Linked DNA regions of Drosophila melanogaster: region 1 is linked to region 2. Evidence: chromatin contacts called from public HiChIP or PLAC-seq data. All regions are on one chromosome and are shown on one strand. Each heading gives the region's core, a stretch centred on a gene start, on an enhancer-like site or on the middle of the called end of the contact. The rest is flanking DNA. Distances are from core to core; before and after follow the strand shown. Region 1 overlaps mtgo (miles to go). Region 2 overlaps CG5953.

Region 1 (7,354 bases), core at 1,632-4,131, 65 kb after region 2:
AATGATTTTGTTTTCTTGACTATATTCGAATAGAACCCATGGCCATTGAAGAAGTACTTTTACAATTTCTCCATCTTGATTTTCCATAATTCTTCTAGTGCACTTCGCCAACTTCAGTTTGTTGAATGTCACAACAACAATTGTCATCCACCTCGGCCCACATTTGAGTGCATTAAAGTGCGGAAAGAGCCAACGGAATGGATTTGAATCTTACGGGTTATTATCTCTTTCAATCAGCCGCCTCCTCATGTGGCAACCTTTGGGTTTCGCAGACTTTCTGCACTCCCAACAACGTTGCTCTGTCATCGTTGTGGCAGTCGTGCTTAGGCAGCTATCATAAATTGTTGCTTAAATTGCATATCATATGGTGACATCGAGTGGCGACGTTCCTTCCTTTTTCCCCACTTACCACCGCAGAAAAACATCCATCAAGTTTCGGGTTTACTTCTTCTTCTTCTTTTTTTTTGTTTTTGGCCAGTCCCAGAAGATTCCAGTTATCATATGATCTTGGGTGAAAATGTCAGTGGTGAAGCACTGGATATGAAATCGTTGTTTACTAACACTAAAAATAAGTAAAGATCGATTTATGGATTTTTAGAATTATTATATTCTAAAATTCGATAATTTCGGTAAGAGATACCAATTAATTTACGAAACTATATATATATCTTTCAAGTCATCAATAATACGAATTTGTTGGTGTCTCAAGCAGATGCTGCTTTGATTACCAGTCATTTTGTCACTAGGAAAGTTTGTCATTCAGTTAGTTGGCCAAGTCTGTAGGTTGTTGGAGTGCCAATGCAGGCTGTCACCTAGTCATCGCCATCATCATCAGATGCTGATTATGATCATGAACCGTAAATGCAATTAACATGTCAAAGTGCTGACAAACTTCAAGCCTTTTGTGCAGTTTCTTCAATTGCAGTTTCAGTGATTTCGTCTTTTCGTGTACCTCTGCTGATTTTTTATTTTACCATTTTGTTTTGAAAATGTGTCAAGGCAGAGAGCAGACAAGAGGGTTCAACCAGCGTGTTGAACCGACCAAGAATAATACTGGCCGCAATACGCCCTCCACAAAAAAAAAGTCAAAGGTCTTGGACTTTTTTTTTGAATGGAATGGACCGCCCCACGCCCACTCCTTTGTTTTTTTATGGATTTTGTTTCGGCTTTTCAGATTTTCTGGCTCTCCGAGCTCACTGATTTTTTCTACGATTTTCCTTTATTTTTATTTATAACAAAAGGTAACCAGAAGGCTGCATTGCTGATTGGCAACAGCTTCGGCACTTCATTTAATGAGTTTTTATTAGCACGCAAATTGATTGCGGTAGCTCGAATAATTTATTTCTGTATACAAAAATTTCGCAACCGACAACAAAAATGAGACTTTAAAAAGTCTTTAAATTTTATGTCAGTTTTGCGCACAGAAAAGGGTTTGGTTTAATGATTTTTTCAACTTTTTACGACAGCTTCCCAGCAAGCGCAACTTTAGGGGTAATCAAAATTTTACTAATTCTTTGGCGCAGACTTGGAGCTAAATTAAAATTCACTTTCGATTTTATGTTATTACACTTTAGAAGATTGTATAATTTCGGTTTCGTGTTTATTGCTTCAGCTTGCTGGTAACAGCAATTGCAGTGCAGTTATTCGAGAAAAGGACGCAAAGGTAATTTTATTCTTAAAGTTTAAATAATCATATAAAATCCATAAGACTAAAAATATGACATTTTACACAATGCACGTCCGTGTTTTTACAGATTAATATAATAGTTTGTCACTTTTTTGTAATAAATAGTATGCTTAATTGTACTAAGAAATATTTTACATCGTAGATATCGTCTACAAATGCTTTTGCTTTTGCCCGTTATTTGCTTATAAAACTAGAAAAAAATAAAAAAGTCCCAATGTTGAGATTTCATTTTTTTAAGTCCCTTTTTAATGGATATATAAACATATAAACATTTAAGTAAAAGAAGTAAAAATTTAGCGTGCAGGGCATTTCCGATTTAATGTGGCCGAACAAGCCACTCTACGAAGTTCTCTTTTGAGCCACCGCTCTTATATTCTCCCAAACGCTCTTATACAAGTCTACAGCTTCTAATTGGAAATTCCTCAACAATGCGATCTCACAGATACACAAATACAAATACATGGCAAGTGCGATGACGCTGGCTGCTTTACGGGTGTCTGAACCCGTGGCAGAGACGGAAGGAGAGAGAGAGAGAGAGAGAGTGAGAGGCAGAGAGACCTGAATCTTCGATGGTTTTTCTTCTTTTTTTTTTGCTGTTCCAATTGAAAACTGGAATTGGTTTCACTGGAAGCTTTGGTATGCGATTTTCGGAATCACGGAATGGTCAATGGAAGCCAAGAAGTACAACAAGTCATATAATTGAGCACTTGATCAACAGGGTGAAAGAGAGGGAGACAGAGAGCGAAAGAGAAAAGCGGAGGAGAGAGTGACCTGTAAAATACAGGCATTAAAAAACAATACACGGAATACGAATTCACTAATTAAGCGTCCAAAAAAAGGGAAACAATAAAATCATATAAAGGCTTAAGAATATAATGAACTAAAATATGTAATTAAAATTAAACATTTTGTTAAAATAATTTTTAGCTATATGCTTTACTTTCTATTAGTTATTACAGTTTTGGATACTTAGTTATTGAAGAACTTCAAAACAAAAGGACACGATCTACAATATAAATGGAAAATCAAATACCTAGTACTGAAGTAAGAGAGCAACCTGTCGCTTAGATAAATAAGAGAACCGTAGTTCTTATTGCTATCGAATCCAGCAAACTGAGCAGTCAACAAGTCAGCTCACAGATGAAGATGCGTCTCACTAACACAGATACGGATACAAACTCACTTTAGATGCATTTGTTATTTGTTGTTGTTGGCAAACAAAGGAATCAATGCACACTGAAGAGTGCTAAAAGACAAGTACATGGAAACACGAAGAGGTGGAAGGAAAACCCCAAAGAAAACCACCACCCCCTCCTTGCTCCCTACCAACCAACAAAAAAAAAAACCAAAACAAAACAAACAACAAAAAAGGCACTAGTGTGTGTGATCAAGTAATGAAAGCAAAGCACTGGAAAAATAATGATTAAGTCTTGGAAAATGTGTATGTGTGCTTGGAAAAGAAAAAATTAGTCGATGGGGAAAAATCTGCTTGAAGAAAAAAGCAAAAAAAAATCGTCGCCTTGTCGTGTGTATGTGAGTTGAGGAAGAGGAAGAAAAAAAGTGGGAAAGAGGCTGTGGGATAAAATTGGAAAAACTCGATTTATGAGTTTCAATGCAGTTTCCTTTTTTCTTGCCCACTCACAACAGAATGGGAGTGTGTGAGTGAGTTGTCTTTAAGCTGAAGCTGCATACCAAAAGTTAGCTGTCTAGCATCAACTTTTAGAGGAAAAAATCCATAGATCAATCAGCTATCTATGAAATTTTGTATAGCTATGTAGCTATGTATATATGGCGCTATAAATATTATTTTAAAGAAAATACTTATAATATAAAATGATAGCATAGTAAATAAATTATTTAAAATCACAGTTTATATTTTCATTTTCCAATTATATGTTTATTAAGTTCAAGTAAGGATATTGAATGATAACATTATGTAGTGCAGATTAAAAGAGTATTTTAAATTCCTTGAAAAGTATGCAACAGATATAGTATATTTATTCTTGATCAGGATCCTTCCGTTCGTCAGTCCGTCATTTTATCGTGCGAAGGCTGTGGGAACTATAAAAGCTAGAAAATTAGAATAATGTACATTTTGATTGCCACGCCCACTCTACAACTTTCACGCCCAAACTTTTAAAAGTTTTTTGTTGCTTTTTTTTGGCCAGTTTCTATTGATACGCCAAAATAATTTGACATTTTTTGCTCGCTGAATAAGAGGTTTCAGATAGTCAAGAAACTTTAGCTTGGTTTTCTCCTTTATTTTCTTTTGAAGACATCGAATTTTTTTGCATTTGGTTATTATTATTATTTTTTTTTTTGCATTTTTTTTTTTAAGTTGTTGAAAACTTTTTGAAGTGCTTGAAATGTTTGACTGCACCACTGGCTTGTCCGCCAATCTGATGTTTGCCGTTTCGTGGCAATAAATTGAAATGCTCAAACTTTGAATTGCTGGTGATCCGAGCTGGTTACCAAACATCAAACAAACGTCAACGGGGCGAAGATGGAAAACACGCTTCCCGTGAAAGATACATTAGATTATATACACGTCTGTATATACATATATACATTTATATCCATCTACAAGCCGTGTGTGTTTCGCCTGAAGTTTGCGCAATATTCGTGTTCATCCTGTAGACGACGGGTTTTGCAAAGAAATAAACCACAACTTGATCTGGCCAGTAAGTTTTGCGCCCTGCTCTCATACATATATTAAAAACGGAATCCATAAAAAATCACTTTTAATAAATTTTGTCATAAAATACGCATTCCCCTTACGTATAATGTCGATATGGATATTCGTAAAAAGTCGTATAAAAATCGGTATTGTAAGCGCATAAATCTCTGTCCGTCTGCCATAACAATAAAAATAAATCGCTTTCGATAGACAACTGGGAAATCCCCCAAAACACAACAAAAATAAGTACGAGAGCAAAAGTGCAAAATAAAGAAAACAAACAATGAAGGTAAAAAGAATGAAGACTGAGCAAAATAAGGGAAAAAATCGGCAAGAATTCAGCTGCAACTGTTGCACACCTTGTTCGGTTCTTACTGGGCTCATCGCGCCCAAGGTCCTACGACAATCCCCCAGCACAGATTTACTTCAGATTTCAGCGATGGGGGCATCAGGGGGTTAAGTTGTCTGTTGAAGCTGGTTGTAGGAAGGTTTAGCGAGCAAACAGCTGGAAATATAAAAAATAAACATCACAACATTGGATAACTTAGCGGAGGGTAGGTTGGAAACATACTACTGCTGAAGTTGTCCTAAAATATGATTACATTTGAAAACCAATTCTCAAATCATACATATAGTACTCAACCATACTATAACTATCTGGTTGATATACCTTTTAAAGTCTTAAAAAATTAAATGAAATATTTAAAAATTTCTCATGTTGAGTGTATTTATTTTTATATAATTTTTTATATTAGTTTAAACATTGATTGATGGGCTCAATTTTTGTTCAGGGTACCTAGCAAACCCTATGCCACACTGCACACTGAGGCAGAGAAGATGCACCGCAACTTTGCAATAAAATGAACGAAACTTCAAAGGGAGGGAGCGGGCTAAATCTCGCATATATACATATAGATCGAGTGCATCCATCCACTAGATATTGTGGATGAAGAGGGGATTGCGGCGAGACAAAGGAAACTTTTCAACAGCTTGCGAAACGAGCGAGAAACGTGAGCTAAGCCGAGGAAAAATATGCAATTTGCAGTGGCTTCGACTACCACATCGACAGGTTCGCTTACCAGCGCACACGGTTCGTGTATCTGTGTGTGCGTGTGTGTGTGGGTCACCAACTTCTTCTACCAACAAAGTGCAAGATGCAACAGCTTTGGACGGACGGATGGGTTGCATTGGTTGGGTTGGCCATATTGCAGCGCTGCCTTGAAGAAGATGCTGCTAGAACGCGACCCCCTTTTTGAGCTCTTTCCCTTCTCTGCCCTAGCTTTAGTGTAAACACTGCAAGAAAAAAGTATCTCACTCTTGAGTATCAGAGTATCACTTATAGGTGGGGTATTTAAATAGACCTCATTTCGCGAGATATTACATCTCTTAACAGGTTGCCTAAAAGTATGCTGGTGTGTTTTATTTAGTATTTTGTTCAACAAATGAAAGTAGTTCAAACAGATTTTATATATAACAAAATCTTTAGTTATATTTTTAAAATATAAATTTCCAATTAAATTTTTTTTTATGCAAGTTAACTGGAGGTTGCCCCAGATTTTCTCAGTGACCCTAAGGTGAAAGACAAAACAAAACCTTAATTGCATATGGAAAGACAATCCGAGTGAGCTGCTGAAGTGGTAGATGGGAGGGGGTGGGTAGGCCTTGCGGTTGCATTTCGTGACGACGATGATAAGAGCCGTAATGATGATGCCGACTTGTGGAAGAGCTTGACTCTATCTGGATATCTACCTGTCTGTCTCTGTTTTATTGCACCGCCCCTTCTCTTTTTTTCCGTTTTCGAAATGGAATTTGTGTGCACAGGGAAATATTTATTATAAATGCTTACGTTTTTATAAAAAAAAACTTAAATAGCTATGCGCTACAGAAAAGTCCGATTATATGCTAGCACTGGAAATAGTAAAAAGAAAATTACCTTAATTAGGTGCCGAATTTTTTTCTGTGTGTTCAGATTGGGGTAACTTGGCTTTTTTTCGCCTCGTTTCGTTTCGTTTGTCTGACTGTGACATGAAAAATTAATGCAACATGTCGGCGGCGGCAATGGTGAAAGTTGTAAGCGGCAATCGCAGCGCATGCTTTTCAAGGTCTTTTCTTAGGTGTTGCACCCAGCCCCCACCTGGCTGCCACGCCCCCTTTTTCCCGACTGTTTCGCATTTTCCAATGCTTTTCCTCTCTCGCCTTTCGCTTGAACTCCTCGAGCGATTTGTGGTTAGTGCAACTTGTTGGCCGAAGTGAAACAAGTATTTTGATTGAAATCTTGTTGTCTGATACGGATGCGATACATTCAGGGGGGAAATCGATTACAAATTGGAGCACGCTCCACTTGCAATCAGTTGAAGGGTTTCAAGAGGCGGCTAAATTGGGTTACTGATATCCCAATTGAGTTTTGGGGCAAACTCTACCTTCCGCACAAATTGGCGCCTGTTATTGTTTGACAAACTAGGCAATTACACTTATAAGTCCGCAAATAAAGTCACAAAAAATCGATTTACTTTTTGGTTGCATAATAAATGTTTTATAAAAATGGGACTTAAAACAACAAAAAAATTCAATTTTAATGAGATATCATTTCCAAAGTCGGTATTAAAAGAAAATGGCTATTAGATAATGGGGTATTGCTAGCTTGCGCAATTTAATGTTTTTTTTTTAACACTTAAAAGACTTTCACCCATTATCAATAATGCGAAATTAAGAGGAATAAATCTCATATGACATTAAATGCAAATCTCGTGACGATTGAAGCTCAGCCCCATAATGAATGTGTCGATTCCCAAATCACTCGATATGCAAATCTCTGTCATTGCAGATTTTGCAATTTCACCTTTCGAGTGCCGGATATTTCATTTCCATATTCCGACACTGTTTCGGCCACCAAAACACCCAAAACGAAGCCACACCAAGACCCCTTCAACGATTTTTCCTTCTAGCCAAATTGCTCCAATTGCTAATAAGGCTCACTCGAAAGCCACAGC
Region 2 (7,215 bases), core at 122-2,621:
TTTCTGTGGACTGGAGCTATTATCAGTGACTTTATTGGATTTTAAAAGCTAATATTCATTTAATCTGGAAAAAACACTATTAATAAAACAAAGATATTGAAGTTACTACTCTGCTCTTTAGATTAAAAAATATTAGAGGATTATTGAAAAAATATCTTTTCTGTTCGGAAATAAAAAAAATGTATTTATATAATATACATATCTCAGGAAATTCTATCTGGCATATTTATTTGAAAAATTCAAGTTATTTTACCAAATATATTAAGGAGTATTTCGAAGAAGTTTCCATTACCAAAGTTATACTGTATCTATCCGGCTGCTCACGCCAATGTTTTTGAAGTACGACGGCGATATTTTCGCAAAAGCGCATACACCGCAACAACAACAAAAATAACTGCTACACTAACATTAATGAAACTGCCATGAAAACCGCAAGCGCAAGCGCCGCAAACAAAGCCCCCAAACCCCTCGTCTTCCATCACACTACCACCATCTAAAATGGGGGATTTACACTGGAAAGGGGAGTCGTAAAATTAACAGTGGAACAAATTGCAATTGAAAATGCATTGCGGTGTGTGTGTGTGTGTAAGATGGCTTCGTCACCTGGCAGGTGCCAATACCAGAGTTGCCAAGTGTTTCGGTTAACGGGTTAATCCCCATTAAGCTTTGCTCCCTAGTTGCTGGGAAAGTTCCCCACTATTCCCACATATTTTTGTATTTGTATTCGAACGTGGATTTGAACGTCTTGTATTTTCTCACTAAAACGCAGGTGCGATTTCTAGAGTTGCCAAAGCCAAAGAAAATAACTTAAAAGCACTTATTTCCGGGAACTTCATCTGCTTTTTCCTATTGTTCGAACTGTCTGACTGCGCCTCAACCCGAATTGAAACTGTTTATTTTTTTATCTATTTACAGGTACGATTTCTAGAGTTGCCAGGTCTTTCAAATCTTTCAATATCATAATATTGAACATCTTTTCAAAAACTTTCAAAAACCTTAAACTCCTTTTTTGTCACTATTACACAGGATCAAATTCTAGAGTTGTCAGGGCCATTAAATTTTTTAGCACTCCTGTGTCCAAAACTTCAAAATTCTTGCTTAAATTTAGAATCACTACTTTGGCGAATTCCAAGCAAATTTCCCACCAAAAAGCCCCAGATTTGCCGCCCACTACAACAAACCCTATACCCTATCATCATCACTATCATCATTACCATCTACATACTACACACATATGTATGTACATACATACATACATATGTACATATGCATAGAAAAAAAAACCATACGCTGCGCGCTCGGCTCTAAACAACTTTGCAATGAATGAGTAAACAAAAACAAACGCTGACTTCGCTGCCGGCGTCGCAGTTGCTGCATATTTGCCTTGCACTTTTCATTCCACCACCGCGGGGGCGGGTAGTGGGTAGTGGGTGGTTTATAGGCAATGCGAGGGAAAACAAAACAACGCGAATTACAACAACAGCTTGATACTCGGCTACTGCTACAACAACAGTAGGAAAACACAAACAAGAGAAAACTACACTCGAAAACACATTGCCGAGAAACGAGTCAAGTTCAAGCTGTCGTGGACGTGCAAAACATAAATTAACTTCAAAATCGAGGTCGATTCAAACATAAAACCGTTAAGAAGTCTCAAAATCAAAGCAATATTTCGAATTTTAACAGTGATTTAGTGAAGAATCATACTTATTATATATATTTTTTTATCTATTGTATATTGGGGATGCACATGCCTAATGACAACAATTTACACACTACAGATCGATCTGTGTTTAAGACTTACATTTAATTTAATTATTGATGACAAGGACTTTAGTTTAGATATTTACAACAACTTTCAATTAATTTAATATCTTAATGAAGAACACAGTTTACGTGATATCTCAAGGGAAGAGTTCATATTTAAACTATAAAGGTGATGTAAACAAAGGTAAATTACTAAGGTACTTAAAATCAATTTTAAATTAAAAAACTCAACTTAACCTGTAAATAATGAAGTATCAACTTTACTTCGTACCTAAACTAAAGAAAACGCGTTTTGCCAATATCTCCAATAAATAGGCTACTTTCAAGCTAATAACTTTTTATTTTTTTGCAGGTGTTTCAATTTGGGTGCTGCAAATTGTGGGTGGTAAATGTGAGACGGTGCGTGAGTCGTTTGCTAGCCACAACATTGCGGGACAACAACCGAAACAACAATAATAACAAAAACACCAGCTCCTCTTCGGCTTCATCATCTTGTTTTTGTTTTTACTGTTCACTTGTCTTGAGGAAAATACCGCAGAGCAAAACAATTGCAAAATATGAACAAAAATACATAACAATAAGTGGGAGGTGGGCGGTGGGCGTGGGTGGTGGTGGAGCGGGGTGCTCTGTTCGTAGGTGGGCGTTCTGAAAAGGGGGCGTGGGCGTCGTTGTTAGTGCTGCCTGCACACGCAAATAATAATGACGCAGAAATAGAAAAACAACACGAGACCAAAGCCAAACCAAAACATAAAAAACGGAGCAACGGTAGAAGAAGAAGAAAAAGTTTTTTAAAAAAATGCCATAGGAAGTGGATTAAATGGGAGCACGTCCAGTGTGAACCGATTTTATCCTGTCCAAAGTGAGATACAAAAAAAATCACAACAAAAAAACAGACATTAAACGAATTAGCTCATGGATAACTACGCCCTTTCAAAGAGCAAGAAACAAACAAAATATACTATATATTTGAAAATAATGCATCATATAAGAAATAATACAATTTTATATTTTATCTATTATAAATAAAAAATGATGCAATAACTTAACATTCTTAGCAGGTTTAAAACAAGCTTATGTGTACATACATAAATAATATGTACGTACATAAAACATAATAAAATTTATTTTCATTTCATTTAAGAACAAATTATTTGCAAATTAGAATATTATAGCTTAAAAAAATAGTTCTTTTAAGAATATTTTAAGGAATTTTTTTATTTTACTTTTTAAACAGCTCTATTTTGATGACCGTAAGTGCCGAAATTTGTATTGAGACCGCAAAACCAGAAAACCAAAGGTGACACGACTTGGACAAACAAGTTGCATGCATTTAGACAAGCCACGCCCCCGATCGCCCCATGCCTTCCGCCCCCCTCCCCCTCCCGCCCTACTCAATCCGCAGTACGAGGAAAAGTAAAAACAAAAAGCTGAGAAAAAGTCCAGGCGCCAAGTTTTATATTCTTTGGCTTGCAAAAATTTCATTTGTTTTCCAGAAACGGCAGCAAAAAACAAGCGAAAACAGCCAGAAGAGAGTCAAAGTCGGCGAACAGCAACGGCAGCAGCCAGCAACAACTCCTGGCATTTTGTTTTGATAAGTCTGACAAACAACAGAGCCAAGTAAAAACAAAAGCTTCCAGCGAATCACGGCGCAAAGGGGTGGGAGGGGGGTTTGTGGAAACTTGGGGTTGGTTGGGGCATAAGGTGGTGTCCACTGGGTAACCACAAAACAAAACGTCACTACAGCAACAGCAAAACAAAGAGCCAGTTCGTAGCGGAGTTTCGAGACCCGAAGTTGCCAGTTAGTATGAATCATTAATTGGTTAAAAGTCAATAGCTACGGTGGTTTTTTGTTAATTAATTTAAATACACCACTTGAAAATAATTAAAGAAAGTATTATTTGAGCAAACTAGTTTGGCATTATTCTTTTCAAGTTAGCTAGCAAAATGGGCTGCTCCAGCACATTTCTAATTTCTAGTTTTCAGTTACTATCTTAATTAAGTCTAAGTGTTATTAAAGTTAAATATGTATGTTCATTTGGTGTAGAATGCAATGGAAAACTTTTTTAACAGGTAGTGCCTATAAAATGGATATGCATATTGATAACCCCACAGGTAATCTCAACCTTACAGTTAGGGGACTCAAAATAACAAACAGAAGAAAATGAAACTGGTGAAAAAATCACCATAGCAAGTGCTGCTGCTCCTCTGCTGGCGTCGCAGTCGCCAACACATTTCGCTGTGCAAAACAAACATTTCATCATTCAGAGAAACAGAAACAACAACAACAATAACAGCAAAAACAGGCGAAGGAGAAGACGAAGAAGAGTTCGGCGACGAAATGTCAGGGCCCCCCAGCCACAAGACACCCCCTTCCTCATCCTCGCACACTTTTTGCTTGCCTGGCGCGACAACGCATATAAAAGCAACAAAAATACCAACAACAAGCAGGCAGACAGTGCGAGAGGGAGGGGAAGATTTGCTGATGGAGAGGGAGGAGGCGCGGGAGAGAGCTGGGGCCAATGCCTCGCACACACACCACTGCGCATTTCTAAGAAAAATTTATGCGTAAAATTTTAATTCTGTTTTGATCGTCAACAACAACAAAAAAAAGAGCACAAACAAGCCGAGCACACTAACACTACCGCCAATAAGAGAGCGCCAGAGAGTGGGGCCAGTGCAGAAATAGCAAGTCACTTGCGCACATGTTTGCCTGAGCGCTAGCGCCAAAGAGAGTGCAGACCGTGGTCGCTCTCTTACGCCGACTCTCCATCTTATTTCACAGTTAACTCGAAGCCGTTGTTTTGATTGAAATTAACACTAGAAATTCATGTTTGCTTTTAAAATATTCAATTGAAGTGATAAGCTTCCGAAAATATAAAATGAAATGTGTAAAATAAATATTGGTTGCTAAGCCGAAAAATTGGTCACACGTCACACGTGTGTGCTCCTCTAATGCTGAAAACTTTTTCTATTGAAGTTGATTGTGATAAGAGTTCTAAGGAATATAATGAAATACGGATATTTCGAATGAAATGTCCAACGATTTCGCAAAAAAAGGCGACTTCCCTTGGTTTCCATGTGATTTTACAAATAGCACTTTTCAGTTTTGTAGAAGTAAAATTTTTTCACTGGAAAACAATAAAAAAAAAAAACGTGGAAAATGTTTGCTTAATACCGTTTGTGTGTGTTTTTAAATTTTAACCTCCTTGGGTTAAGATCTGTTTTAATTCTGGTTAATTTTTCACATTGTGGACTTTGGTTTTCGTAAATAATACACACGAATGTGTGTGTAAATACGATAAGAACGGCACTCTACTCAATGAAATAAAAATCTTTAACAAATTATTGGGGCACACTCAAAAAAGATTTTCTACAATTGATCACCCTTGAGTAATTGGATGAGTATTAAAATTTTTCAACATAATACATATGTACATGTAAAAAACAGTAACTATTGAGAAAACTGATCATCTATAAGTCGAACCATTTTTATAAACAGTATAAAAATCCCATTGATTTGTCTTTAATCAAAATAAATTGATAATTATATATAACCAACATTTTGTTTAATTCCTATTGGGGATTTTTTCGAACCTTTTGTGCTTGACGTGCGTCATTTGTTTTCTCATGCACCGATGGAAGTTAATGGAATTTGTTTAAACTAGAATATTCGCTTACCGCTCCGAAATATTTCAGCTCTTTGGTCTTGATGCGTCTGTGCTGCATGACGGTCTGTGAGCCAGGTGCTCCGCCACCTGGTACAGTGGGTGGTGCTCCTCCGTTGCCCGCCGCCGCAATCGTACCGCTTTCGTAGGCCGCTGCCGCGGCAGCCAGTCCGTTTAGCCCGTTGTGGGCGGCAGCGGCAGCGGATGAGGAAACGGGATTCGGCACCAGGTTTCCGCTGGCGGCATTAACACCGGATCCCACGGACCCACCGCCGCTCAGGCTGCCGCCGCCCGCCTCCATGAAATCGAATCGCTTGAAGGCATACCATTTGGACGGATTGGGCTGTATGCCCTGGTATATCTTCACGAACATCTTGTGCTTCTCCCGGCGATACTGTGTGAGCAGTACGTTCATCTTCCGCTCCACTTCCGCCTTGCTACAACCGAAACGCTCGGCTATTTCCGACCATGCCCGGAATCGACATAGTTTATCCTTGTACTTGGGATCGGCACGATTCCATAGCTCTGTATGGCAGCGATACTGCTCAATCAGCTCCAGAGCATCGTCGTTGGTCCACTCCATGATCTTGGGCGATGTATCGCCACCGCCACTGCCACCCACTGGTAAACTTCCGCCTCCTCCGCCGACAGGCAGTGGGATCAGCTGTTGTTGCTGTCCTTGTGGTTGGGTGATGCTGCTCTGGTGATGGCTTAAATACGGATGATGATGGTGATGGTGGTGAAGATGGGTCGTCTGATGTGCGGCTGCTGCTGCGGCGGCTACCACGCTGGCCGGATTGAAGTTCATTTGCCACGCCTCTCAACCGATCGTTGGATGGTTGATTGCCTTATATATGTATATGTTTATATATATATATATATATGTACAGATCTGTGCAGCCGAGCTCGACACTTGAGCTTTACTTCTGCTTTCTGGCGATTTGCGAAGCTGACTCTCAGGGAATGTCACGCGAAATGCACTCAATCAACATCGTCTTCTTGGGTCCTGTCGACTGGGTCTCATTATCTTTCATTTAGCACTGTGTTCACTATCTTTCATTAACTGAAAACACAGAGAAAATAAAAGACAAAATTGGTCATTCAAACGATCCGAAATAGTTGTTTAAAATAGTTTCCTACTCTTGAGCCACTTTTCACACATTACTTAAATAATCCTCAATTCGAAAGCGGCGAAAACAAGTTTAGTTCGGCATATATCGTTTTGTTTACGTTATCGCCGGGTTTTTCCCGCACGTCAAACATTCCGTCCCCGAATCGAATGATACCCATGAGTCATGCCACACACTCATTCACCACTCGAAACATTTTCAGCGAGCTGTTTGCGGCCAAATACTTGCTGTCGAATCGATCGCCATTGGTCAGTGTATTATGATTTCATTTCATACGGGCCTATGTTCTCTGTTAACTTATTTGTGCGCGAAAGTGTTAATCAGTAATGGGAAATTTTGTGGCCAACAAGCCAAGCATGGGCAAAGCCAACTTAACAACAGCAAACTTTAAAACCTAAGACGATCATCATCAACCTACAGAAACATTCCCTTCTATTGCAATAGTTATATTTGTAATTCCAGTGGCAGTCAAACGTGCTAATTGCTGGGGTTTTTTTTTATTTGATTTGACATCTAATTGATAAATTTCGAATGACATTTTATGTAAACGGAGGAGGGCAGAAAGTTGATTGTACGGAAGGGAAAAGAAAAGTACATATTTTAAAATTCTAACATTTACTCCGATTTTCGTAATTGCTTTGAAAACAAAACGG

The links. HiChIP or PLAC-seq counts read pairs in DNA pulled down with a chosen protein or histone mark.
Region 1: a contact with region 2 is called in a Psq HiChIP or PLAC-seq map of the Kc167 cell line, with 2.4 times the contacts expected there. The contact joins two enhancer-like sites. A contact is called at or near these places in 11 of 107 Hi-C or Micro-C datasets (the Clone 8 cell line, the Kc167 cell line, the S2 cell line and 5 more) and 2 of 6 datasets of contacts at active chromatin or transcription factors (both in the Kc167 cell line).

What each region holds. Positions count from the first base shown.
Region 1 is chr2L:16,585,885-16,593,238 of dm6, forward strand. The region is part of intron 2 of mtgo (miles to go); the gene reads left to right. Among named protein-coding and RNA genes, the nearest start is that of CG31815, 16 kb to the right of the region's middle. Within about 2 kb of position 2,882, at least 38 of the 39 cell types and tissues checked have an H3K27ac peak or open chromatin away from gene starts, as enhancers often do. A contact at or near this core is called in the Kc167 cell line, where this site is marked.
Region 2 is chr2L:16,521,945-16,529,159 of dm6, forward strand. It overlaps CG5953, which reads right to left. Exons shown (of 3, transcript NM_001273574.1): 2 at 5,446-6,495. The coding sequence starts at 6,240. mir-4943 (mir-4943 stem loop) reads right to left here and starts at 6,547; the gene lies at 6,431-6,547. Within about 2 kb of position 1,372, at least 22 of the 39 cell types and tissues checked have an H3K27ac peak or open chromatin away from gene starts, as enhancers often do. A contact at or near this core is called in the Kc167 cell line, where this site is marked.